Regions from separate parts of the Mus musculus genome. Here regions 2, 3 and 4 are each linked to region 1. The links are chromatin contacts, called in public HiCAR-type, Micro-C and promoter capture Hi-C maps. All regions are on one chromosome and are shown on one strand. Each heading gives the region's core, a stretch centred on a gene start, on an enhancer-like site or on the middle of the called end of the contact. The rest is flanking DNA. Distances are from core to core; before and after follow the strand shown.

Region 1 (3,082 bases), core at 374-2,873:
TGATAGTCTGGAAATGAATGATTTTTTTAATTGAGTGGATTTTTCTAGGGTTTGCTTTTAGTATAAGTTTTACAAAGTAGCTCAGAAGTAAACACAGATACAAACAGGGAGAGACGCCCCTACATTCTGTAACTATGGCTCCAAGTTTTGGACAGGCTGATAAGCGGTTCCTTAACACCAGATGCTGAATAGCTATTCTGCATTCCTGCCAGTCTGAAAGGGCTCTTCCCTCCTTTGTAACCGCCTGTGCTCTGGGGAAAGGCAGGAAAGCCAACCCAGTCTCCTCACTCCTTTCAACCAGGTTCACTCGATACAGACCTTAACTCTTGAACTGTAGAAAATGTCTTTGCTTTGTGCATATCAGGGACATGCTGTTAATCACAGGGGTTAAAACACTACTGGTATTATGCAAAGCGGGGAAGGCGGGACTGAGGAGGCAACCCACACATCCATCATCCCTTTAGGAGTAGGCGGAGTTTAAAGTTTCCCCCAACTTCCAAGTACTCACTTGACAGGCAATATTTCTGTGCAATTTCCAGCCCCGAGTAACAGATGGTGCTCTGCCTGTCTTGAGCCTCGAGAGAGCCCAGACAAAGCTCCCAGCCACTCCATGCCTCGCGGGACCCATAGGTGGTTAGTTTCACAGACCTGTCAGACCAGGGCAGTTAGCAAAGAATGGAAGCTTAACTTCTTCCCGAAGTTTTTTTCCTGATAGGAGGAAGTCCAGAGGACTAAAGCACAAAAAGGCCTGGGAAAGTTTTGACTGCTTCAATTCTCTGCCAAACCATCACCTAGACCAAGGTGCGCAGAGAAGGAAAAGCTGGGGCACACGTGTTCAGAAACACAGCAGAAATGCAACTTGAGCAGTCCTAAAGACAACCTGGAAAATTGCTTAAGAGACCCCAGTGGTGGAAAGGCACGTCCAGGTACCAGAGACTGGATCAAGCAGAGCCCAAAGGGAAGCCGGCTACCCCGACGTCACCAAAGTAGGGTGCGCCTGAGCTGTGTGCGAGAGGAAAGGGAGGGGGCGCGATCCGGGAGTCGGGGGAGGGGGTACGTTCGGCCCACTCACCCTCACTGCCGTACTGTTTGCCATTGTTCGCGCCCATCCTGTCGCCGTCATGCCCGCCTCCTCCCTGGACACTGCATAGCTGGGGCGCACCTCCCAGGCGGCGGGGCAGAGGAAAGCGGGCAGGACCGGACCCTTAGCTGCACATGCCCCTTCCAAGGGCCGATTTGGGCTTGGGGGTCCGCAGTGCTCTGCGACCGGAGGGGTGGGACTAGGTCCGCTCCTGGCACCCCCGAGGGTGGCGAGCCAGCTCCAGAGCAACCACCGGAGCTCTCAGATTCCGCGCTCCGGGCGAGTGGGAGCAGCGCGAAGCACAGCCCGCGCCCGGGTGCCGCCCCTAGACTCGCCGCTCCACCGCCGTGGGGTCCCCATGCGCCTCCGCGGTCCCCAGCCGTGCGAGCCGAGCCGCGCCTGCCCCAGGCTGTCCGGCTCCTCGGCCTCCGCCTCCGCCCTGCGCCCCCGTGCGTCCGCGGCTTCCCCGGGGAGGGCGCGGCGGCCACTTGTTGCGGTGCCCCGAGTGAGCAGAGACTTGTGGCCCGGCGCTGCTCGCCTGCGGGCCGGACTTTTGTTAGCGCCAGGCGCCTCCTCTCGCCGCCCAGCGTCAATCACAGCTGGAGCCCCCGGGAGGAAGGCCGGCCCGGAGATGCGCGGCCTTTTAAAGGGGCAGCACGCCTTTTCCGGGCTCCGGCTCCTGGTCCCCGCCAGGGCTCTGGCTCTCCGTGCCACTCGCGAACCCTCCGGCGTGAAGGACCGTGCTGCGCGCTGTGTTTTCTGTGGACTGTGGGCTTCAAGACGTTCTTCGAATTCCCCTGGAGTTGTCTACAAAAAAAATGGCCCATTTGTGACGTTTACTAGAAACATGCAGTCAGTGTCCGGTTCTGGCACATTTCTGGTACCTGTGCTGGCAATCTCCAGCGGCTCCTTGGGTTTCGGGGCTAACGCGAGGAATGGAGGAGGGGTAAGGAAAACTTGAGAGGAACTTAGCAAGGGAGTGGTCTCTGGAGAGCAAAGACATTCCCCGCCCTGAGAAGGAGGTTTCCTGGCTCTGAAGTTTTGAAAGCTTCCGAGACACGACTTTTTTTTCCCTCCTCATTTATTTATTTATTTTTCTTCTTGTAGTTGATGCCATCTTTTATTTAGTAACTTACTACTTCGTTTGGAGATTTACGTGGCGTTTGCAAAGCCCCCTCCTCCTTTAAATCGCCCTTTGGTGTTCCTTCCATTAAATAGGGAAAAAAAAAAGATAGAGAATCTTAATGTCCTACTCCATTTCTATGTAAGTGCCTAGAAAGTCTCACTGAAGATCAGAACGTTGTTCACGCAGATTTTTTTGGTGGTGAAACGAACACGCAGCAGTTTCTCCTTACAGATGTTGTAAATTAAATTAAAGCTTAGTGATATGTTTATCTTTATATATACATAATTCTTGAATAGAAACCCAGGAGTTAGTAAACAATGGCTTCTTATGAGATGATTTGACTTCTTGTAAATTCTCCTTAGATGAGTTCCTACAATGCTCTTCATTAAAGATAAAACATTATGTTTCAAAGTTTAAAATCTATCCTTAACCATGCAGATACCATATTCTTAAGTAAACGTGTAAACGTTCAAAGATAGAACAGAATAATTATTGTGTTGGGAACCTTTTTTGTCTTCTACTCCAAAGCCATAAAAGAATGTTTTAATGTCTTTTAAAATATCTAAACAGTAATGTGTAATTCCTAAACACTTGTCTAATGAGATAAAATTAAAAACATTAAAATTAAAATTAATTTATGATGGGCTCCCTACAAGATTCTGCTAGAAAACACAAAATCAATCTAAAAATGAGTAGACAGCAGGGCTGTCTTCCTGCACAAGATGGATTCTGCCTGGTCCTTGGGGTGACTTTGAAAATCTGAGCAATCTGCCTCCACTCCCCCTCAAAATTGCTAGGGTTGCAGGCATCTGTCTCCTACCTGGGTTTATATGGTGCAAAAGAACAAACCCAGGACTTCATTCATGCAGGGCAAA
Region 2 (3,262 bases), core at 158-2,657, 570 kb after region 1:
AAGTTTAACTCATTATGTTTATTTTAAAAGATGTGTCAAGGCTATACAGAGAAACCCTGTCTCGAAAAACCAAAAAAAAAAAAAAAAAAAAAAGATGCATAGGAAGATACAAGTTGAACAAACCATCTATCTCAACTGCTACAGAATGAAAAGCTAAGGCCCCTTGTTCAGAAATTCATCATTTCAAGAGGGCAAGACCAGGGTTTGAAGAAAACGATGTTTCAGCAGTTAGGAGCACCGACTGCTGCTCTTCCAGAGTCCCGGGTTCCATTCCAGCACTCATATGGTAGCTCACAATGTTCTGGAATCCAGGAGAAGCTCCAATGCCCTCTTCTGGGCTCTGTGGGTGCTGGACAAGCATGTCATGCACAGACAGACATGCAGACAAAAAAAAATATCTGCCCATAGACATAAAATAATAAAATAAATATTAATGAAAAGTATTAAGGCAAAAACAGAGAGCCAAAGCAGGCACAGGACCCTCTACGAGCTAAGCTTTTTTGTGTGACTGTACTCGTCTCTTGGAGGCCAGCCCCGCCCTGCTGTGAATGCTTCAGTCACTGGCTTGGACCCTTTTTTCATACACTATACTGGGACACCGGCTGATGCTGGCTTTGTCAAGCTTTTCAGTTTTAGGTAAAAGTCTCAGCTCAGCAACTGATTTATCATGAAATCACTGGGGACATATTATAACACAGCCGAGCAGATTTTCTTTCCTTTTTTTTTTTTTTAAGCATATTTACCGGTCGACTTTTAAATAAGTAAACGGTTGCACATTACTAGCAAAAGCTGGAGACCGGTATGGAGCATCCCAGAACCCTAGTCCAGGACGGACAGTCAGTCCCTGCCACCCGGTGTATTTTTCCCCAGGGTCTGCAGATCTCTGTCACGAGAGATGCGAGATGCTCGTTTTGGTAAACCATCCTTCTCTCCCACTAATGCAGCCGTATCCCCATCACCCTAAAGCAGCTCCCAGTCCGCCTCAAGGCCGCCCGGACGCCGAGGCCTTTCCAGCTCGGTTGTCCCCGAAGCTCTACTCCTGGTTCCCAACTCTGGAGACGGCGCTCACACGGCCTTGCCGGACGCTCCGGGGACAGCATGGGGCTGTCGGTGTCGGGTCACCCGGAGTCCCCGCCCGCTCGCCCGCCCCGCCTGACTCCCCGCTCCGCGCGCTCGGCTCAGGCGGCGCCCCGGTCCCCCGCGGGCGCGGACGGCAGTGGCCTGTGCGAGCGCAGCGCCCCCCGCGGCCGAGCCGTGCGCAGCGGAGCGGGGAGGCGGCGCCGGGCCGGCCCCCTCCCGGGTCGCCAGCGGTGTCGCGCCTCCGCCCGCCCCTGATTTCCTCCGCGCGGCGCGGCGGCGGCGGCGGAGGCGCCTCGTGCGCGCGGTTATTTATTTATTTCCGGGCCCAGAGCGCTTATAATGGAGCCGCTGTCAGCAGAAGCCTCTGCTGCCGCCGCCGCCGCCGCCGCCGCTGCCGCCGCTGCCGTCCCTGTCCCTCCTCTCTTTCTCCCCGGCAGATCTTTGTTGTGTGGGAGGGCAGCGGGGATGGACTTGAGCTCGCGGCTCTCCTGCTAGAGCAGCAGCGCTTGGAGAGGACGCCGCCGCCGCCGCGAGCAGCCGCCGCCCCAGGCCCCGCCGGCCGCGGCCTCCGTCCCCGCGCTGCGCTCCGCGCGCCTCCCAGCACAGTGCCCTCGCGGCGGCAGATGAGTGTGGGGTCAGCCCACGGCGGGGACTATGGTGAAATTCCCGGCGCTCACGCACTACTGGCCCCTGATCCGGTTCCTGGTGCCCCTCGGCATCACCAACATAGCCATCGACTTCGGGGAGCAGGTAAGCCCGGCCGCGCCCGGTGCGCCTCGCTCGCCCAGCCTCGGCCTTGGATGCCGGGCGCCGGGGGGATGCGGGAGGAGAGGAGTCACCTGCTCCGAACCCCCTTTACCCTGGACCATTTGACGTGGCTTTGCGGCTTGTCGAGGGTGACTTTTGCAGCGCCCCATCCCCTCCCTCCGCAGATATTGGAGACTTTTCCAGCGTTCTTTGGAAAATAGCAAGCGACGGGATGATGGGGAACTTCACCTATAGAAAGGGGTTTAGTGCTCGGGATGAGTATTATGTAATTTGTGATTATGTAAACCTCGGGCCCAGAACTGCATGTAGTTTCTAGTAGCATTTAGTGCTGGCTTTTTACTTGCACAGGGTTTGGTGATGGTAGTGATGGTGGGAGAATTTGCCTTACAATGTCTCCAAGTTGATTTCCCACGTACTTCCAAATTTACATCTTTGCATGTAGCCTAGGTAAGGATTAGGGGTGTCCAGGAGGTACCTTGCCTAGAGGATCACTGATTATATCTACTTTAGGATATCTGTTCTCTCTCTCTCTCTCTCTCTCTCTCTCTCTCTCTCTCTCTCTCTCTGTGTGTGTGTGTGTGTGTGTGTGTGTGTTCTCTCTCCTCTCTTCCTTCCACCCCTTTGGACGAGAGCACATTTCTGGTGCTGCCTTCTCATTCTTTTTTCACGCTATCTCCATGTGGCGTCATTACCAATCTGGTGCTGCAGGCTCTCCCGTGGCGGTGAGGCACTGGTACCCTTTTGCAGGGCTTCCTGGCAGTTGCAGTTACAGCCTAAGGTCCGGGAGAGGGTTTGGGGGTGGGAGCTGGACCTTTTCAAAAGTGTAAGATAGACCTACTTTTGCAAATGTACTATTTTTTCCTTTCAAAGCAGTGGGATAAACCCTCTTTTGTTCATTAAGGGGCTCTGGATGGAGGCGGGAGTGAGGAGTTTCTGACAGTCACTGGGTAGGCAGGTATAGCCCACCTCTGTGTAGGGAAGGATAATTCATACAGGCAGGTGAAGAGTCGATACAGGAGCACAGGAAAACGAGGTATCTGCTTCACATGCGTTGGAGATGATTAAGACATAGAAAATTATTAAAACGTCTCACCAGCTTTTAAGCCTCGGACTTGTCAAGAACAAGAAGACTAGGAATGTCACTTAAGTGTTTCTTGGGTAGGTAGGTTTTGTTTGTGATTATAAACACAAGTTTGCGTTTACACTGAGCCTGTGGCAGAACTTTGAGAGTGGAAATTTAGATTCCCCTGAAAAGTTTGGACACTGCACATGGGTGATGATCACAAAAAGAAATCACACAGCAAGTCTCAGAGCATGTGTGTTATGAGGTGCCCATTAAGAGACCTATAAGTCTATTCTAGTTCCCTAATTCTCTCCATAAACATTATGGACTTCTCTATCATTTTATAGCTGG
Region 3 (2,862 bases), core at 288-2,787, 590 kb before region 1:
TCCAGGCCACAGTGATATATGTCAAAAGACCCGGGTCTTTACCTTTCTTTTCTTTGTTGTTTGTTTCTTTCTCCCTCCTTTCCTCCTTCCCTTCACCCTCTCTCTTTCCTTTTTTAAAAAAGGCAAATGTATACTTGTAAATTCTACTTAAGCCTGTGCTCAAGTACTTCAATTCTGTTAACTGGAGTTAGAGACACAAAACAACCCACATGCTACAGAACTATTTTAAAGAAGATGAAGAAAGGATTGTGTGTGAATGCTGGTATATGTTCATGTGCCCATCACCCTGGCGCGCGCACGCGCACGCAAACACACACACACACACACACACACACACACACACACACACACACTGGTGTCAGATCTATGGACAGTCCTTAAATAGGCTGGTGACCTTGAACTTAGTTTGCCTATCTGGTCCTAGGTCTTCAGCTATGAAATGTGGCCAATAAGGAATGTTTTAGGGCCAGTCACTTCTGTCAAAGTCATTAAGACTCCACTTCAGTGATAAGTCACAATTGATTTGCATGGACACCTTGCAGGGTAAAACCCCAATAACCTAAGAGTTCAGACTGCTGGGTTTGGAACAGAAGGCCAGAGCACAGGAGCACAGTACCCTACTGGAAAGGGGTGGGGAGAGAGAGGAAGAGGGAGAGAAAAGGTAGGGAGGGGTAGGGAGGGAGGAGAGAGGAGGCCGGGGAGAGGGAGAGAGAGGGAGAGAGGGAGGAGAGACTGGGGGTGGGGGGTGGATGAGGGTGGAGGCAGGCTGAGTCAAGGTTGTAACCACTTTTCCTGGGAAGGACGCAGCAATATTTGTGCAAGCATGAAGGAGACCCACAAGCCACAGAATGGAGCATTGCAACCCTCCAACCTCGGACGCATCGAAAATTTTTACAAATCCAGGATGTATATATTCAGGAGAGGGAGACAGGGGGATTGGGCATTCCCAGGATGACAAAGGTTTCAGAGGCTTCTGCTTGAAGACTTTTGAGATGCAGAGTCCTCTGAAGAAGAGAGGACTGGGATCCCCAAAACAACAGTGGAGCAAAGAGCAGCTACAGCATCTGTCCTCAAGAGTCCTTTCCTGCGTGCCTCTGTTCACAGGGATGCCTACCTCGCCCTCATCCTTACTCCCACGCGGGTCTCTGCTTGGCCCACCGCGCCCCCACCCGGCGGGTTTCTCGGAATTCCCCCAGATCCACCCAGTAACGGTTTTTGGATCGGCAGCTTCCGACCCCTCCCCCTTTTCCTTTCTCACTGGAGCCGCAGTACCGCGCGCTTCTGCGAGGGGCAATCCGCCCCGGAACCGACGTGAGCGGCCCGGGGCGGGGTTAGTGGAAGCGGCCCAGGAATCCCCCAGTTCCAGCAGGGTCCTCTCGGCACCCCACACCTCTCTCTCACGCACGACTTGCCTACCCCCATCCCCCAGTCCAGTGCTTGTTCCCAGCCTCCTTGCCCAGCTCTGCGCTCCTCCCCGCCTCCCATCCCCACCCCCGCGCGCCTGGCACGGGCAGCCGAACTCGGCGCCGCCTCCATCAGAGCCGAGCCGGCGGCTCCGCTGAACAGCCGCCTCTGCGGCCGCCGCGCCGGTCCTCCGCGTCCTCTCCTGGTCCCGCCTTCCTAGTCCCTTCGCCCCGGTTCCCCTTCCCACCCTCTTCCCTCCTCCCTCTCCAGCCTTCCTCTGCGCTCTCTGGCTGCAGTCCGCGCCCGGCCCGCCACCGGGCGGGCAGGAGGACGGCGGCGACTCCACCATGAGCGACGAGGGCAAAAAACGGTCTAGCCGGGCGGACAGCCTCGAAGCTGAGCCACCTCTGCCCCCGCCGCCCCCACCCCCGCCTCCGGGAGAGTCGGTCCTGGTCCCCACCTCCCCACGCTACCGGCCGCCGCTGCCCGCGCCTCTGGAGCGCATCGTAGGGTCGGGCGAGCCGCCGGTAGAACTGGCCCCTCGGCGCAAGGGCGCAGGAGAGCCTCTACCGCCGCTGCCGCCGTCTCTGTTGCCCGGCGACCAGGAGGTGACAGCGGCGGGCGACTCCTGCGAAGGTCCTAGGCGCCTTCCAGAGGTGAAGCTCCCCGAGGCTGCGACGGGGAAAGGCAGCCCGGGGGAGCCCGAGGCCGGCGCGTGCCGGGAGGGCGAGCGGCGAGGCACCGGAGACCAGCCCGAAACACGCTCCGTATGTAGCAGCCGCAGCAGCAGTAGTGGCGGCGGTAGCGACCAGCGCTCGGGGCACCAGCACCAGCACCATCAGCCCATTTGCAAGATCTGCTTCCAGGGCGCAGAGCAGGTAAGGCCAGAGGGACCCCAGGTCTGCAGGCGGTGAGTCCTGGACCTGGACCGCAAGGGTAGAGCTTTCAGCACCACGGACAGCGCACGCCCCACAACTGAGCTTCCCTCTCCAGTTCTCTTTCTGAGAAGGCTGATAAAGTGTTCTGGTGGCCAATACAGAAGTAAATTAACCTACACCTTTTCTCTCTACCTTATTTTGAAGTCAGGTACTCCTAGGTACTATAATGGTAACATCATCAAGCGTTTCTTGTGAATTACTCAAAGGATTTTAGTTTATAAGTAGATTCAAGCCAGGTCTCTTTTCTGTTAATGTATCCAGAGAACTTAGTTTCAGAATACAAATGAGGCTGGGGATAAGTCATGCTACATCAATACCAATATGAGGTATGCAATACCAATATGCAATACCAAAAAAGGGTGGGTTTTTTATTACAAATTTTTAATGAGAAAGGTGCTACAGTTCTTGCAAAAGGAAGTACTTGAACAGAAAGGGTATCTTAGCCAATTGATGTCCTTGATGCTTTGTTAGAAATGCATTTTTAAAATTATAAGCATCATTAGAGTCACGTACAAACTTC
Region 4 (3,296 bases), core at 527-3,026, 740 kb after region 1:
GGGGGGGGGGGGGGAGGTGTCAAGAACCATGGTCTTAAAATCTCCTACCTGTTTCTCCCTGCCTAACAACACAATCCGCACCTGTTTCCTCAAGAGTGAGATGACAAACCCAGGTTTCAGCTTTAAGACTAACAGCAGTGTGAAGACTCCTTCCCTTTGAGGTCCGTTCCCCAAGGTGTTCGTGAGAACCACCACACCAGAAAACCTTCCAAACAACTGTGTGTACGTTGGAGAATGTGGTTCTGGCCTCAAAGGCTCAGGTATCTTTCAAGGCATGTGAAACTGCTAGGGTAAGACTGAGGTGCAGGGCTTAAAAGGCTGGGCATCCAGGAAAGGAATGGACTAGGAAAGCAGGCTGAAAGGCAGAGCCGTCAGGAAGCAGAGGAAGAGCAGAGGAAAGAGACATCTCTAACCTAGACAGTTTCAACCTGGCAACCACAGACTAGACCAACTCAAACATGGCCCTGTAATATAAAGGAGCTCAATAGAAAGAAAAATAAGTGTCCCTACTTAAGAATCAGGACATTTCATTTAAAAAAACCAGGCTATCTAGATTCATTGACTACAGCAACTATGGCTGAAGCTTAGATAATGCTGACCCAAATAAAGAGCTAAAAGCTCCCCAAGTCCCAAAGCTAACAGACAATGTCACTAACGCTAATTGGCAGCCTAGCTCTTAGAGAAGGTTAAGGCTTCCCACTCTATACCTTTCCTGTTACCACTAGCTCATTACAGGAATAATTACCATCACACTCGGGCGCTCAATAAACGAAAGCGGTCAAAGCCCACCGCAAAGCACCTCACAACTGAGCTGCTATTATATCCCGTCTTCCTTAACAAGGCTTCAAAAGACCCCTTCTTAGGAAATTGAAAGAGCTCTAAAGGTCCATCTAGACACACCTTATGCTTTAACTTTTGGATCATAAGAAAACTGACTGTCGGAGCTTTTGATTTTCTAAGTCCAAAGACATCTAGAACTGTGCCACGAACTCAGTAGACACCTCCAAACCCTGCACAGTGAAATCGCTTCTAACTTACTGTTTTTCTTCACAGTCAATAAGGAACTGCTCTAAAACTGTGTGCCTGTGTGTGTGTGTGTGTGTGTGTGTGTGTGTAAAAGCAAAGAGTGGTAGGAATACCTAGCCAGGGTCTGACGGGGTAAAACGGAGAGGGCCAGCCTGTGGCCAAAGTCTGTCCAACAGGTGGGAAACTCTTCAAGTGGTGACATCGCAGGACAATTCTGTGGCTGTTACTGGGGCGAACTCACTTCCTCCGAGCTAGGTTAGGGGAAAAGAGCTACAGGGAGTCAGTGGATCATTAAAGGGGCCTCTCTGGATTTCTTTCCCAAATTCCTAGCGCTTTCCCTAACTTCAGGATTGGACAGTTGTCAAAGCGGGAGTGTGGCGGCCTGGGTGACCGAGCTGTGACAGGGTCCACACTCCCGACTCTCTACTGCTCGGTCTGGGTAGCCGACCTGAAACCGAGGGAACCCACGCAGCCCCGCGCCCGCGCCCGCTCCCACGCCCGCCCCGCTCACTCACTGCTCGGCCGGGCATCGCGTCGCGGCCCGGGGCTGCGCGCCGGCCGTCACCTTCCCGCCGTCCCGCGCCGCGGCCCCGGCCTCGCGCGCCGGCGTCTCGGCGCAGCTTGCACCGGGCCACGCTCCGGGCTGGGGCATGGTTCCCCGACTCATCCGCGGCCACGCCGGGCCCTGCCGTCCCGCCGTCCGGAGCCGTGGCTGCGCTGCCCCGCACCCCGCGAGGTCCGCAGAGCGCTTCCGTAAGCGTCACTGTGGCCCGCCCCGCGACCTTTGACCTGCAGCAAGGGGGCGTGGCGAGAGGCTAGGGGACCTGGAACGGGCGGGGCTGGGAATGGAGGGAGGACGCCTGCGCAGAGCGGATTTGAGCCGCGGAGCCTGGAGCGGCCCGCGCCGTGTGCCCACTGCGCATGTCCGGGCTCAGTAGGTGGTGTTGGGGGATGTTGGAGGCTGGGCAGGACACGCGGCTGGGCGGTGTGGAGTTGAGAGAGTTAGGATGCCGGGTAGTACTTACCTCGGTACAGAACTTCATCCTTGGTCCCCTAAAAGTTCTGCTGGCACCGTTCCTCAGTGCCAGCGCGGCCTCTGGAGCCCACGTGGCCTTGACCTCGGCTGTGGGGTCGTAGTTGAGCAAGCACAACATTCTGTGCCATCTTGAATTAGATTGCTTCATGTGATCGATTTAAGAGTAAGAGTAAAGGGCTGACATTAACAGATTTCCAAGGTATGACCGTGGAGGCGCAGAAGCCGGGGAGAGTGGGTGAGTTAGTAGGCATGGCTCCAGCCTTGAGGCAGAACCCGAGTATGGAGCAATAGCGAGGCAGGGACATTTCGGAAGCCTGCAGATAGGTTCAGGGGCAGAACCGAAAAGTAAGATTGGAAGTCAGATCATAAAAAGCCAAGTTTAGATTGATAAGCTTGAGCTTCGTCTTTTCCGTGTTCTCTCTATAAGGCCATTTATGAAAGATCATTTTTGCCTGCAGTTAAATATTAAAGCATAGGACTAAACTGATGTTCAGAGGTGAGGGGAGCACACTAGTGTTAAACATCCCCAAGGCTGATTGGGTGATTAAAACGTCCTTGATTATGGAGAGCTAGAATATTACCGATTAGGAGTAAGCTGCACAGTCTTGGGCGATCTTCAGTTCTCCTTAATAGCCATTTATTGCCAACCTCATTATAGCTTTTAGGTAAATCATTGGGATCTACAGACTTACGGCCAGAATAACATCAGATCACATAACAAACATTTAACAAACATTTCTACCATCTACCTGATGCGTTTTAGAAAGACCTTTGACTTAATGTTTGATTTGTTCTGTTACTATTTAAAAAAACAAACAAACAAACAAAAAAGCAAGGAAGCCATTAGGCTGGAGCATATGGAGACTATTTGGAATAAGTCAAATCTGTGTTCCTGGACCATTGTGCCTCATATTTCCTTGGCTCCAGACTAAACTATCTTACTTTCTTTCAGGGGAGGGCTATGTTCTTTGTAAAGAACCTGTAAAGATAAACTCGGGGAGGTGGGAACATAAGAGGATAAACTATAGAAAGAACATTTGTGCTGGGTGAGATGGTGCACGCCTTTAATCCCACCACTTGGGAGGCAGAGGCAGGCGAATTTCTGAGTTCGAGGCCAGCATGGTCTACAAAGTGAGTTTCAGGACAGCCAGGGCTACACAGAGAAACCCTGCCTCAAAAAAACAAAACAAAACAAAACAAAACAAAAACAAAAACAAGAGAAAGAAAGAAAGAA

The links. Promoter capture Hi-C pulls out the DNA fragments that hold promoters and counts their contacts. A called contact is a pair of places that touch in the nucleus more often than the background predicts. HiCAR-type assays count read pairs that join an accessible place to other places.
Region 2: a promoter capture Hi-C map of hippocampal neurons shows a contact between it and region 1, with 2.5 times the contacts expected there. The contact joins the promoter of Ank here to the promoter of Fbxl7 in region 1. A contact is called at or near these places in 1 of 39 promoter capture datasets (hippocampal neurons) and 1 of 115 datasets of contacts at active chromatin or transcription factors (astrocytes).
Region 3: a Micro-C map of embryonic stem cells shows a contact between it and region 1, with 4 times the contacts expected there. The contact joins the promoter of Marchf11 here to the promoter of Fbxl7 in region 1. A contact is called at or near these places in 3 of 39 promoter capture datasets (the 3T3-L1 cell line, the SN4741 cell line and liver), 3 of 484 Hi-C or Micro-C datasets (the N1E-115 cell line and embryonic stem cells) and 1 of 115 datasets of contacts at active chromatin or transcription factors (astrocytes).
Region 4: a HiCAR-type map of astrocytes shows a contact between it and region 1, with 2.7 times the contacts expected there. The contact joins the promoter of Otulin here to the promoter of Fbxl7 in region 1. A contact is called at or near these places in 1 of 484 Hi-C or Micro-C datasets (embryonic stem cells) and 1 of 115 datasets of contacts at active chromatin or transcription factors (astrocytes).

The regions. Positions count from the first base shown.
Region 1 is chr15:26,893,941-26,897,022 of GRCm38.p6, forward strand. It overlaps Fbxl7 (F-box and leucine-rich repeat protein 7), which reads right to left and starts at 1,624. Exons shown (of 4, transcript NM_176959.3): 1 at 1,073-1,624. The coding sequence starts at 1,109.
Region 2 is chr15:27,465,270-27,468,531 of GRCm38.p6, forward strand. Ank (progressive ankylosis) reads left to right here and starts at 1,408. Exons shown (of 12, transcript NM_020332.4): 1 at 1,408-1,830. The coding sequence starts at 1,735.
Region 3 is chr15:26,307,511-26,310,372 of GRCm38.p6, forward strand. Marchf11 (membrane associated ring-CH-type finger 11) reads left to right here and starts at 1,538. Exons shown (of 4, transcript NM_177597.6): 1 at 1,538-2,282. The coding sequence starts at 1,752.
Region 4 is chr15:27,628,917-27,632,212 of GRCm38.p6, forward strand. Otulin (OTU deubiquitinase with linear linkage specificity) reads right to left here and starts at 1,777. Exons shown (of 7, transcript NM_001013792.2): 1 at 1,542-1,777. The coding sequence starts at 1,693.